Linked DNA regions of Zea mays: regions 1 and 3 are each linked to region 2. Evidence: chromatin contacts called from public Hi-C data. All regions are on one chromosome and are shown on one strand. Each heading gives the region's core, a stretch centred on a gene start, on an enhancer-like site or on the middle of the called end of the contact. The rest is flanking DNA. Distances are from core to core; before and after follow the strand shown. Region 1 holds the start of LOC100284394 (glutamate decarboxylase). Region 2 holds the start of LOC103643126 (WAS/WASL-interacting protein family member 2). Region 3 holds the start of LOC100384516.

What was found. Hi-C and Micro-C count contacts between places; a contact is called where the count stands out from the background.
Region 1: a contact with region 2 is called in a Hi-C map of bundle sheath, with 2.9 times the contacts expected there. The contact joins the promoter of LOC100284394 here to the promoter of LOC103643126 in region 2. A contact is called at or near these places in 4 of 25 Hi-C or Micro-C datasets (bundle sheath, ear, leaf and 1 more).
Region 3: a contact with region 2 is called in a Hi-C map of endosperm, with 2.9 times the contacts expected there. The contact joins the promoter of LOC100384516 here to the promoter of LOC103643126 in region 2. A contact is called at or near these places in 3 of 25 Hi-C or Micro-C datasets (bundle sheath, endosperm and leaf).

The regions. Positions count from the first base shown.
Region 1 is chr1:202,582,166-202,586,640 of Zm-B73-REFERENCE-NAM-5.0, forward strand. It overlaps LOC100284394 (glutamate decarboxylase), which reads right to left and starts at 1,794. Exons shown (of 7, transcript NM_001157289.2): 1 at 1,610-1,794; 2 at 1,012-1,216; 3 at 120-320; 4 at 1-14. The coding sequence starts at 1,707.
Region 2 is chr1:202,314,036-202,318,319 of Zm-B73-REFERENCE-NAM-5.0, forward strand. LOC103643126 (WAS/WASL-interacting protein family member 2) reads left to right here and starts at 1,836. Exons shown (of 2, transcript XM_008666280.4): 1 at 1,836-3,030. The coding sequence starts at 1,942. The coding sequence ends at 3,009.
Region 3 is chr1:201,945,911-201,949,845 of Zm-B73-REFERENCE-NAM-5.0, forward strand. It overlaps LOC100384516, which reads right to left and starts at 2,276. Exons shown (of 3, transcript NM_001357537.1): 1 at 1,615-2,276; 2 at 1,261-1,517; 3 at 456-1,177. The coding sequence starts at 1,843. The coding sequence ends at 701.

The sequences.
Region 1 (4,475 bases), core at 544-3,043, 270 kb after region 2:
TTCTCCCAGCAGACCTAGGACATCAGAAACGACCACCAAAGGCGTCTTTCAGACACATTGTTACACACGGCGGTTACGATCTGATCGTCGACCAACAGTTGTACACGGACACAGAGTACCTGAACGTTGGCACCGGTGACGATGTTGGGTCTGTCACACGGTTTCCCCTGCTCCTTCCTCTTGTTCTGCCATTTCCTCTTGAACGCCAGACCTGCAAGCATGATCGCTTCCGAGGATCCCACTGTTCCGACCCCAATAGCTGTCTCGTCCTCCTTGATCGGCGCGTTGAACAGGTGAGCTATCATGTTTACGCAGCGGTTCTGCAGGAATAGAGGGCAGGCAGTAAGCAAATGCACAGTGGCAAGTAACATAACAGGAGTGTATAAACAGGTCGTAGTTATTGTTTGGCAGAGACAAGTTAAACATCTCTACAAACCATCTGTTACTGTAACTTATTAGTCTGAACTGGGAAACACAAAACAATCGAACTTTTTTTTTCTCTTCAGGTCGTCCATATATGTTCATTGTTTATCAGGTATATTCAGGATTTTCCGGTCGAAAAACTCGAGAACTTTTGGCATTGCTCATATATGGTTTTCCCAAGTAGAATAGAAAACTTATTCTCTGTGATTCACAATAAAAGTTCGATCAAATATATAACAAGATTACTAATATTTATTATGCAATAATTGAATTAACTATAGAATAATGTAATTTTATAGTAAAGATGTATAAACACCAATGCTATTTTTTTTATAGATCTAGTCAAGCTTATAAGAGATTTATTAGTTGTAGTACTATGTTAGATATATTAGGTGTAGTAGATGAGCTATGGGTTATGTGGGCTTGAGGAGATATAAATATAGGCTGAGTCAGCTGTAAAAGGCATCAAACAACGAAATACAAAATACCAATTTACTTAGACCCCGTCTAGCTCTCGTCTTCCTTCCGTCTTCCTAGCTCTAATCTCTGATCTCCTTTCTTCTACCTTCTGTGGTGCTAACATACTACCTGGAGCTCAGTGGTGACGGGGTACTCGTCCATGTCGACGTAGTTCTTGTTGATGGAGTCCATGATGAGCTTGTCGCACTCGGGCTCCATCCACGTGGTGACGAAGGACGCCAGGTTCAGGCGCGGGTTGCCGTCCAGCATGAGCTCGTCGCTGATGATCTGCTGCGCCGCCTCCCGCGGGATCGACCGCTCCGGCATCCGGTACCTGCGCGCGGCGAGCAGCAGGATGAGCACCGACAGAGGCTAGCGCGCGGCCGCCGGATCTGTGGTCGTCACGTCACCGCGGCAGGCGCTCGCGCACGTAGCGCGACGCGAAGGTGGAGGCCACCGCGTCGTCGTCGTCCCGGCCGGAGCTCGCGTGCGAGAGCACCATGGCTGCCGCTGCGGTACTGTTCTGGGATTCGTTTTCGGTGGTGGTGGTACGCTGGTACTAATGGAGTAGTGGTACTCTAATAATGGAAGGCGTGGTGTCCCCTGGCCAACCAGCGGCCTCCGCGCGGCGGGCTGAAACGGAAGTTGCCACTACCAGAGCTCTTCATTATTTGCTAGTACTCGTATCATCAAAGAAGTGCCACAGCCAGCACAGCAACTGACTGACCGTGGGAGTGGGTCGCGGACGTAGCGGGACGCGAAGAAGGTGGAGCTCACCGGCTCGGCGTCCGTGCCGGGCCCGGTCGCGGCCACGCTAACCACCATCGTTGTCGCCCCCGATCGACTCCGCTCTCCGCGGTCGGCCGGACAGCGACGGAGGAGGGGGAATCGATTCTATTCGGCCGAGCGGCGGGGGGAGGCTAGGCTAGTGCGGTGTTGTCGCTGCAGCCTGGCCCGCCGCGACGGGGACGTGGGGTGTGGTTCTGGAGGCGGGTCGGGCGCCGGCTCGGGTACGCGTGTGGTGCCGCGCGTCGCACACGGCACACGTACGCGTGTGGTGCCCCGGACGCGTCCGCGCGGCGAGGCGTCCGCGTGGCGTGGTGGCGATGGCTAGCCTATCTGCCTATGCCGCGCGGCTGTTTGCTGCGGATCCCCTGCGGCCTGCGCGCAGGTTCCCTCTCGCCGGCCACACAGCTGCTGCGTCCTGCGTGTCGGCCAATCGATATTCAAATATTTGGTACGATACGGATTAAAAGTCAGGTGAACTGAAGTCTACTAGTGTATGTGTATGTAGCATGTTGCCTCTCCTCGTGTCTATAAGAAGGAAGGATAAAACTCAAGACTTATATAAAACTAGCAGAATATTATCCGTACTAAACTACTAACACTATTGTCTTGGAGAGGAGAGGAAGAGATAATAATGGTTACTATGTACCAAGGATGAGGGAGAAAAGTGATCTAAATAGCATTAGCCATTAAGGCCATGTTTGGTTTCAATTAGTTCTAGGACTAAACTTTAGTCCCTACTTGTTTGGTTCTAGGGACTAATTATATTCTGAACATTAAAAAAGACTGAAATGCCCTTGCCACAAAGCCACCTGCTATCTGCGCTATTCAAGCCACCTGCTATCTACTGCATGCATACACGCCCGGTGCAAATACAATCGCCTGGTGCTGGTGCAGATATCTGCGCTATTCAAGCCACCTGCTACACACGCCTGGTGCAGATACACGCGTGGTACAGATACACAAAGCAATATACATTACAGTAACCATTTCGATCTTCTTCAATATTTCGATCATGAAAGCACAAAGCAATATTTATTACAGTGAACATTACAGTAGACATTTCAATAATGAAAGTACAAAGCAATATTTATTACAGTGAACATTACAGTAAACATTTCGATCACGAAAGCATAGACAAAGCACAAAGCACAAGAAGCAGTACATTTCTGTAATATTTATTACACACAAAAACATTACAGTTTGTTGAACAAGCCATCTGCTATCCAATCACGAAATTGATTCATATTCCGATCTTCTTCACCTTGTACTGAACCTGCTACTTGTTCTTGTTCTTGTGTACTTGACTCACCAACTTCAGGCACATAATTCTCATCATGGTCACACAACTCAAAATCCTTATCTCCCAAAAAACTCCCCCTAATGAAATTGTGAAGTGCCATACACCCTATAATTATTCTACTTTGTTTTGCCATAGGATATCTAGGGAGATCTAATAGAGTCCTCCATTTCATTTTCAAGACACCAAATGACCTTTCAATTACATTTCTAAGTGAAGAATGTGCATAATTAAAATTTTCTTTTCTACCTCTTGGCATTGGACCTTGACGAAATTCAGGAAGATGGTATTTTGTACCTTTGTATGGAGCAAGATATCCTATACGATTTGGATACCCCGAGTCCACAAGATAGAATTTCCCTTCTGGAGGATGTGGAAACCTATCTCCGTATTTTCCAATTGCATCTTTGAAAACTCTCATGTCATGAACTGATCCTGGCCATCCAGCCACAACAAAAGTAAACCTCATATCAAAATCACAAACGGCCATGACATTCTGTGAAGTGTACCCATGTCTTCCAGTATGTTGAACTACTTTGGTAGTAGGAACCACAACTGGGATATGTGTGCCATCAATGGCTCCAATGCAATTGTCAAAGAAAGGGCTAAATCTAGGTGACTGCAACCTTGGATGAACACATGTAAACTTAGGATCTACTGGCCTAATGATGTCTGCTGCCAGTTTGTTTACACTATTTAAAACTTTGTCAAATTTTCTACTACATGTTTCTAGTGACCTACAAAAACGATCTTCTGCATGCCGAAGTGACTGAGGAGCACCACAGATCCATAAAAATAGACCCAATGCCTCTAATGATGACATTCGTCTAGTGCTTGTCAGCCCATAACATTCAACAAGCACACTATGCAATTTATCGAACACGTTTCTGCTCATCCTAAACATGTTATAGCAACTAGTTCTATTTCCTAGTGTTTGCATTACCCAAGCATAGCCAGATTGAGCTGGAATTCTATAAGAGGCTTTGTTCATGTAAGTTTCATAGTGAAACATACCAATAACAGCTGCTGCACATGCTATGTACCTTCTCCTCTTATTTCTCATTCTTAGAAGCATGGCTGCTTGTTGCACCAAATCAGTTCCTCCAACCTTCATTCACATAGACATCGAATAAGTATAAAACAGATTACTGGACTGAATACATTATTCCACTGAGCTTAACAGATAATAAAGCTACCAGAAATAATAAGTGAATAACTACTACAAACATTCTTCCACTGAACTTCCACTGAACTTAATAGGTAATAAAGCTAGTAGTTCATGACATAGTTCATCACATAATTATTCATCACATAAATAGTTCAACAGCTAACAATACTACTTCATACATATTCTAATACATTTTTAACCAAAATACTCCTTAACATGTCTCTTGTAAGTGCAATCAACCCCAAGTGAGGGTTTTGGTGATTTAATGACAAAACAAATAAGGGTACTAACAGTTTTTGTTCTCAGTGTTTGATTAGAAGGAAACAGGAACTTAAGGAA
Region 2 (4,284 bases), core at 586-3,085:
GCGCTGGAGCCTGGCGGAAGGACAGCTGTCGGGGCTGTCGAGTCCTTGCTGACGTCCTCTTGCTTCCGTAAGGGGGCTGAGAGTCGCCGTCGTCATAGAGCGTGCGGGGCGCCATCATTACTTGTCTGGCGGAGCGAGCCAGATGGGACGCCGGTCTTGTTCCCCGTAGCCTGAGTCAGCTTGGGGTAGGGTAATGATGGCGCCTCCTGTTGACGTGGTCGGTCCGTGCCCTAGGTTGGGCGAGGTGGAGGCTCCTCCGAGGTCGAGGTCGAGTCTGTCTTCCAAGGTCGAGGTCGAGTCCGAGCCCCTGGGTCGGACGAGGCGGAGACCGTCGGCGGATGCCAGGGCCGAGTCCGAGCCCTGGGGTCGGGCGAAGCGGAGTTCGTCGTCTTCCGGGGCTGAGCCCGAGTCCGAGCCCTGGGGTCGGGCGAAGCGGAGTTCGTCGTCTTCCGGGGCTGAGCCCAAGTCCGAGCCCTGGGGTCGGGCGGAGCGGAGTTCGTCGTCTTCCGGGGCTGGGCTCGAGTCCGAGCCCTGGGGTCAAGCGAAGCGGAGTTCGTCGTCTTCCGGGGCTGAGCCCGAGTCCGAGCCCTGGGGTCGGGCGAAGCGAAGTTTCCCATGGCGCCTAGGGCCGGACTTGGCTGCTGTCAGCCTCACTCTGTCGAGTGGCTCAGCAGTCGGTGCGGCGCAGGCGGCGCTGTCCCCTTGTCAGACCGGTCAGTGGAGCGGCGAAGTGACTGCGGTCACTTCGGCTCTGTCGACTGGAGGGCGTGCGTCAGGATAAAGGTGTCAGGCCACCTTTGCATTAAATGCCCCTGCGATTTGGTCGGTTGGCGTGGCGATTTGGCCTAGGTTGCTTCTTGGTGAAGACTGGGCCTCGAGCGAGCCGAAGGTGTGTTCGTTGCTAGAGGGGGGCCTCAGGCGAGACGTAGATCCTCCGGGGTCGGCCGCCCATGCCCGAGGCTGGGCTCGGACGAGGCGTGATCGCGTCCCTCGAATGGACCGATCCTTGACTTAGTCGCACCCATCAGGCCTTTGCAGCTTTGTGCTGATGGGGGTTACCAGCTGAGATTTAGGAGTCTTGAGGGTACCCTAATTATGGTCCCCGACACATAGTTTGAGGCCTCAGAGTTGAAGTCGAAGCTATTGAAGTTTGCAGCAGCCCTCTGAAGATGAGCTCCAGGGACACCCATGGAGCGGCTAGCTTGGGGGGATAACTCCCAGAATGCTTGTTTGACCGGTAGGTTGGAAGTGTCGACGGAGTCTTCGTCCTCACCAGTGGCAGCAAAGAACTCCATTGGGAGCGGAAGATTTGACAGGGAGCGATGGATTTGAGCAGGGAGCGGTTTGGGGGAAGCGAAGGGAGGGAAGCACAGGAAGGGAAGAGGTCGGGCGAGCTCTCGTGAAGTCGGAAATTGGATTTGAAGACCGGCCGGCGAGGCGCGAGAACCACCTGGATGTTTGGCGGAGGAGACGAGAAACATCGAGATGTGCTGCAAAGTTGAATTTTCAGGGTTATTGTCGTTTTTTCACCGTTTGTCGGACTGCAGAATCCTCTTTTAACCCACCCAACCCTAGATTGTAGATTTTGGCCCAGATTATACACTGTAGCTCTAAAAATCTGGTCCGTTTGAATGCGTATGAGATTTTTTGCATTGGATTTTCATAATCCAATAGGATCCAAACAGGGCCCAAGACCAATTATCGTCAGACACGTCCCAATCTGAGCGAGAGATGTGAAAAAAAACAACGCGGAGTCGCGGACGCTAGGGAACTACTCCGCCGCTTCAGCGCGGGACAACACCACGCCGGCGCGGACCCACCAGCATTTTCAGGCCCAGAATTTCACGCGCTGACGCGCCTGCGCCTTGCGAAACACCCGCAGGCCGCAGGCCGCAGGCCGCAGGCCACGGGGGGCCCCGCGCCGCCCGGCCGAAAGGGACGATGGGACTGCGGCTGCGGACTAGTGGAGTGCTCCTGCTCCCGCAACAAATCCCAACCCCAAGTCCCCCCAACCAAAGCAGAGGAAAGAGCCGAGGACGCGAGGGCGACGACCCGGAGGAGCACCGGACCCGAAGGCGGAGCCCCCCAAGCCAGAACCCGGCGAGGGGGTCGGTGCCGACCATGTCCTCGCCCGCGCCCTCCCCGCCCGCCGGGGCGCCGTCGGAGCCGCTCCTGCTCCCGCTCCCGCCCCCGGAGTTCTACTGCTACCAGTGCGAGGCCACGGTGTCGCTGCCCGAGCCGGCCGCGCCCTCCTCGGCCAGGCTCCTCTGCCCGCTCTGCCATAGCGACTTCATCGAGGAGAACCCTAGCACCCCGTCTCCACCACCACCTCCGCCGCCGCCGCCCCCACCGCTTTTCCTCTCCGACTCCTCCTCCTCCTCGCTCTCGGACGACCCCGACGACGACTTCGACCTTGTCATGGACCCCGACGTGGTGCGCGCCTACCTTAGCCGCTTCGCCCACCGCCACCACCTCCAGCAGATCGGCCACGGCCCCGGCCCGCACGGCCGAGGGGAGCCGCCCGCCACGGCCGCCTCCATCGCCGCGCTGCCCACGGTCGAGGTTGCTGAGCCCACCGCCGTCTGCGCCATCTGCAAGGACGACCTGCCCCTCGCCTCCGAGGCGCGGAAGCTCCCCTGCGCCCACCTCTATCACTCCTTCTGCATCGTCACCTGGCTCGGGATGCACAACTCCTGCCCCGTCTGCCGCTTCCGCATCCCCCCCGCCGACGACCCCGACCAGGCCGCACCGTCGCAGCAGGACCCGCCGCCCACGCGGATCACCATCCGCTTCAGCACCACCACACGCCGCCGCGTCCGCATCGGCAGCGATGCGCCACTGGCGTCTCATATCTCGGCGTCGCCCACGCAGCTCGCACAGGCTATTACCGGGGATGGAGCTGGTGGACCTGCCAATAGCGGCGAGACTGTGTCATCTGAGTGGCCTCCGCACCCCGAATCGGATACAGTCATGTCGGAGGCACGCGAGGGGGGTGGCTTTTTTGATTGAGCCAGAGGTTCCAATTATCAGGCAAGCCTATCGCAGCAAATCTCTCAACTTCACTCGCTAAATTTGTCTTCTATCCTTGGAGCATGAATTGAATTCCTTAGCTTCAGTAAACTAATTCGTTTTAGTGGAGTCAATGATTAGATATTCTGTGTATGTGATCATCATGTGTTGTAGGTCCTGTTACATTTTTTCCCTATATGGTTGTGTGTTGTCTGCTAGTTGATCAGGACATGCATGCTTCACTTGCTTATTTTCTTATGTTAGAATTTGAATAATCAATTGTCTAAATCTGAATTCTGCGTGCACTGCAAAATCAAAGTTTGTCAATAAGATGTTTACGCTGCTGTTAATTACATAAACCTTTTCTATGGGCAACGACTAATATGCAAGCAGATACTTGTAATTAGAATTTTTTGTCCGTTAGATTTAAATCTACCGGCAGATACAATTGTGGTTTGTTAGGGGATTTTTATAAAGCTACAATAAACAGTGGTGGAAGGATTTAAGTGCTAAATGTGACATACCGTCGGATCTAGATCTAACGGAGTAAAATGTCTATTTGCACACTTGCATTTAGTACCTGCTTGTGTATTAGTTGTCGCCTTTTTCTCTGTGTCATCAAAGACTATGCGCAGCTATAAGCATTCCTACAAAATTGATGTTGTTTTATGTTAGTTTGGCTCCATGTTTTCAAATGAATTTAAGAATTTGCACTTATGAATTATAACTTGATTAAAAGCATCCTAGTCATTTTAAATGTGCATGAGCATGTTGCTGTTAGCCTGTTACCTTAGTGCTAATGTGAGCCATAGCTAAGCTGAAGTGATTAGGGGGTGTTTGAATGTACTAGAGCTAATAGTTAGCTGCTAAAATTAGCCGGAGACATCCAAACAGTCTAGCTAATAGTTTAGCTATTAGCTACTTTTAGCAAATTAGCTAATATTTAACTAGCTATTGTTAGCTAGCTAATCTCACTACCAATTTTTTAGCTAACTAAACTATTAGCTCGCATTCAAACACCCCCTTAGTAATTACTGTACAATACGTCAATACTAAACATGCTATCTATTTGGAGGTTTAAGTATCATTATCCTGTCTTATTCGTATAAGACTAGAAGATACCTTTTGTGTTCAACCTTTAATTTGCCTGATGTGTCTGTGCAGAAAAATATAGAAAACTAATGTTTTTTCCCTGCTGAATTTGGATCGAAGAAAAGAGAAGGCAGAGCAAAGCTAACAATGTTGATGTGGGTTTGGGTTGTTTGTCACATTGTT
Region 3 (3,935 bases), core at 1,026-3,525, 370 kb before region 2:
AATAATCAGCCCGGGTACGGTCCATCAGCTGCAGCTGCAGCTGCGCAACACTCATTACTCACCCTCTTCCAACTTTCAACACAATGACAGCAGATCAAAGCCAGCGAGCGGCCATTGTTCGTTTCCATTGCATGCACAATGTGGAATGGGTGGGCCATCCATCATAGATTCATATAGTATACCATTCATTTACATTACATCCGGGAGCTAGCACAAGGAAACACGTACGTTGAGAACATTGTCTGATTCATGTACACTGCTGCACTACTATACATACAACAACATATCATATATGGTCATGGCAAAAAAATCCTTCGTCGGTTCGGTTACGAGGCCACCACTTATTTTGCACACAGACACACCATGGACGCATGCGCTTCTGTTCTGTTCTGTTCACTAGTAGCTCACTCTCACTGCAGTTGTTTCCTTTTTTTCTGGGGTGGGTGGGGTGGGGGGGGGGGGGTGTGGAGAGATCATGCAAATGCAATATACACAGACTTTCAATCGCTCAAAGGACAGCAAGAATGACAGAATAAAGAGAGCGGGAAGGAAAGAAAGAAAGAAACAATGGCGATTGACATGCACCATGGCCAAGGCGAACAGGAGAAGGTACTGGCCGAGCCAATGGACAGGCACACAAGTGGCGAGAGATGGGGGCCAGGCCAGGGGGGTGTGGCAGGCTGGCGCCTTGAGGAGCCATCTAGAAGAGCTCCCAGTCGAAGCGCGGGGACGGCGTGGTGCTGGTCGCGGGGGCCATGGTCGTCACGGGGGCCGCCGACGTCGACGGCACTGACGACAGGAGGTCGAACGTCTCCCAGCTCGCCGTCTGGGTCTGCGACACCGGCGCCGGCGGCTGGAACTGCCGGCGCTGCTGCTGGCTCTGATGCGCGTGCGCCGAAGCCGGGGGCGGGCGCGGCGGCCGCGCCTTGTTGCTGCCGCTGCGGGCCTTGGCCGGCGCCGCCGCCGCCGCCGCCTTGTTCTTGGCGCGGATGGCGTCCAGCGTCTCCACGTACTTCTGCACCCGCTTCTCCTGCGCCCGCCGCGCCGCCTTCACCTCCCCTTCGGCGGCGACGGAGTCCAGCTTCACCAGCTCGTTCATCAGCGCCTCGGTCAGCGTCACCACGTCCGCGTCCACGACCTTGCCGCCCTTGCTCACGATCGTCTCCAGCGCCGACACCTGACCAATCAAATACGGCGTGAGAGTCACAGAGACAGAACGTACGTGGGACAGGAACCTTGACTGCTGTCTGCTGTACGCACCTTGGTTGCGAGCTTGTCGACGTCGAGGGCGGCGCGGGCGATGGCCTTGGCGGCGCGCTCGGCCTTGCCGGTCCGGCGCTCCTCGAGGAGGCGCTTGGCCTTGGCGGCGGGGTCCTCGAGCATGACCATCTTGGAGCGGTCCTTGACGCCGGCCATGTCCAGGAACGCCTTGGAGTCCCTCTCCTTGTCCTTGTACACCACCTTCTGGTCGTCCGGGTGCAGGCCCGTCTTCTCCGACAGCAGCTTCTTGAGCTCGCCTGCAGGAACACGCATTCACCGGCTCGAATTCACTCAGTAGAAAGAAACAGCTACAACACATGCACAGTCGGAGGACGGATGAGGAGGCATTATTACCGAAGGATGCCTGGGAGTTGATGTAGATCTCGTGGTAGACGCCGTTGAACTTGACCTTGACGCGGATGGTGGGCACGGGCGCGCCGCCGGGGGGCGGGTCCGCGTCGGGGCTCCGCTTCTGCACCAGCATCCCGCCGGGCCGGACCTCCCACACCTCCTCCTTGGGCACCGCGGCGGCCTCCTTCGTCGACGAGAAGGCCACTCTCTGCTCCCGGTTCGCGCGCATCATCTTGGCCTTACTCTCTCTCCCTCGGATCCTCTCCTAGTCCTACTAGTAGCTATAGTCCTCTAGTACCTATCTACGCAACAACGAGACCAAGCGATCGATCCTCAGCAGACGAGCAGAGTATGTATGTGTACACTGTCTCGAACTCTCGATCACCCACCAATCTCAGGGGAGGGAAAAACACTTGCGTGCTAGAGACAATCGGCTTGCAAGTTAGCCGCTACGACTACTAATAGCTATGGTACCAGAACCGAAAAAAAAAGATCAGTTTTTGGCCGGGTGGAGAGGAGGCCAGGAGGGGAGGGGGCTGATCACTGGAGCAGAAGCAAATGCCTGTCGGTAGGGCTTGAAACGGAGAGACGAAGGAAGAGGGAGGAAGACGGGGAAGAGGGCCAGCCAAGGAGGAGGTAGGAGGAAAAGGACACGATGGTACAACTAAGGGACAGGCCGGAGCTGGCGCAGTGGCGCACCAAAATATTTATACTGTAAGGAAGGAAGCTAGCGAAGACAGGCCATGGCCTGGGGCCAGCGAGGGCAGTGCCAGTACCAGTGCCAGGCCACCTCGATCGCGATGAGAATGGAATGGACGGGGCGCGTGTGTGGTGTGTGTGCGACCGCCCTGCACAACTGGACGCTGAAAAGAACTCGGATGGCCTAAGCCTGATGGATGGAGTTGTATGTATGCCGTCTCACCGTTCAGAGCCAGCAGGAAAGCTTTAACTGGACCGATCGGATGGATGGACGGACGTGCCAACCGGATCCGGTGGCGCTGGCGCCGTGAGGGCGAGCAGAGCAGACGCGCCGTGCCAGAGCGGCGTCCGGCGTCCTCTGTCCCCAGTCGATCGACGCGCGCGTTGGGTGGGGTTGTTGCGACAGGTGCGCGCGTGGCCGGTCCGGTGGTGCCAGGGCAGGCCCGGCCGGGGTTGGTGACCGCGACCTGCAAGCCTTGCTCGGGACGCCGCTGTCGGTCTCGGCCCGTTCGTTGCCGGCCTTCGCCTCCAAGCAAGCTCGGAGCCGTCCGTCTGTCCGTCCCCTTCCCGGGCGATGGATCCCTGAAACCGATCGAGGTCGCCACTCCACCTACTGCGTGCTGTGTGCTGCAGCTCACCGTGTTCTCGTGCCCTTCCGATCTGTCCTTGTCTCGCCTCGCGTCAGGCTTTTGTTTTTTTTTCTTCTTCTCCTTTTTGCGCTGCTTCTGCTTGCTTCGTTCGCGTGCACACTGTGCGTGTGCGTGCGTGCTCTACTCTACTCTTTCCCTCCCCGTTGGGTCGTCCTGCACTGCATGCCTAGGCTACCTAGCCACCTACCAGTAGTTGCGGTGCGGGTGAGGCGGCTGATGGCACGGCGGGCGGCAAGTGTCGGTTCCTGGCGAGCCTGCCGTATATACGATACGGTGGGTCCTCCTTCATACGCTAGCTAATCATGGCTTGCAAACAACAGCATCTGGATTTATTCAATGATTAATCCGGTTACGTCGTCGTTGGAGCCCACGGGACCGATGACGAGCATCCCAAGTTGTGGAGATGAGGAGACTCTTCCGTCCGCCCGTGCTCGGGTCGGGTCGGGTGAGCTGTCGTCGTCCCCGGGACAGGCCCAGGCCACTAGGCCAGGCCACAGTGTGCCGCTGCTGCCTCGAGGTTGTACAGTATGTATGTATGCATCCGATCCGACCCTTAGCTGAGCCTGTTCATGAGTGTGTTCGAATCAGATTGGTTTAATGGAGCTAATTGGTGGTTAGAGTCTATTATTAGCCATTGTTAGGGTTGGTTCGTGAGTCTGACTTGGCATGCAACGGGAATGGACGGATGGTAGGAGATCAAGGTGCAGCGGCGGGCGGGGGATGGTCCAGCGCCGCCACCGAAACAGCACGGCACAACGGCATATATCCTCGCCCACTCCTGTCCCTTCTGCATCCCCAGCACATAGAAAAGGGCAGGCAGGCAGGCAGGGACTCGATCGGGCACTGCTGGAACATGTGTGTGGTGTGGTGCGGTGCGGCATCTTCTTTCAGGTGTTCCTGCGAGCAACATGTATGGATCGACGGCGGACGAGCTAGCTAGAAAGAGGAGATCAGATGAGAGCGGCCACTCAGGGC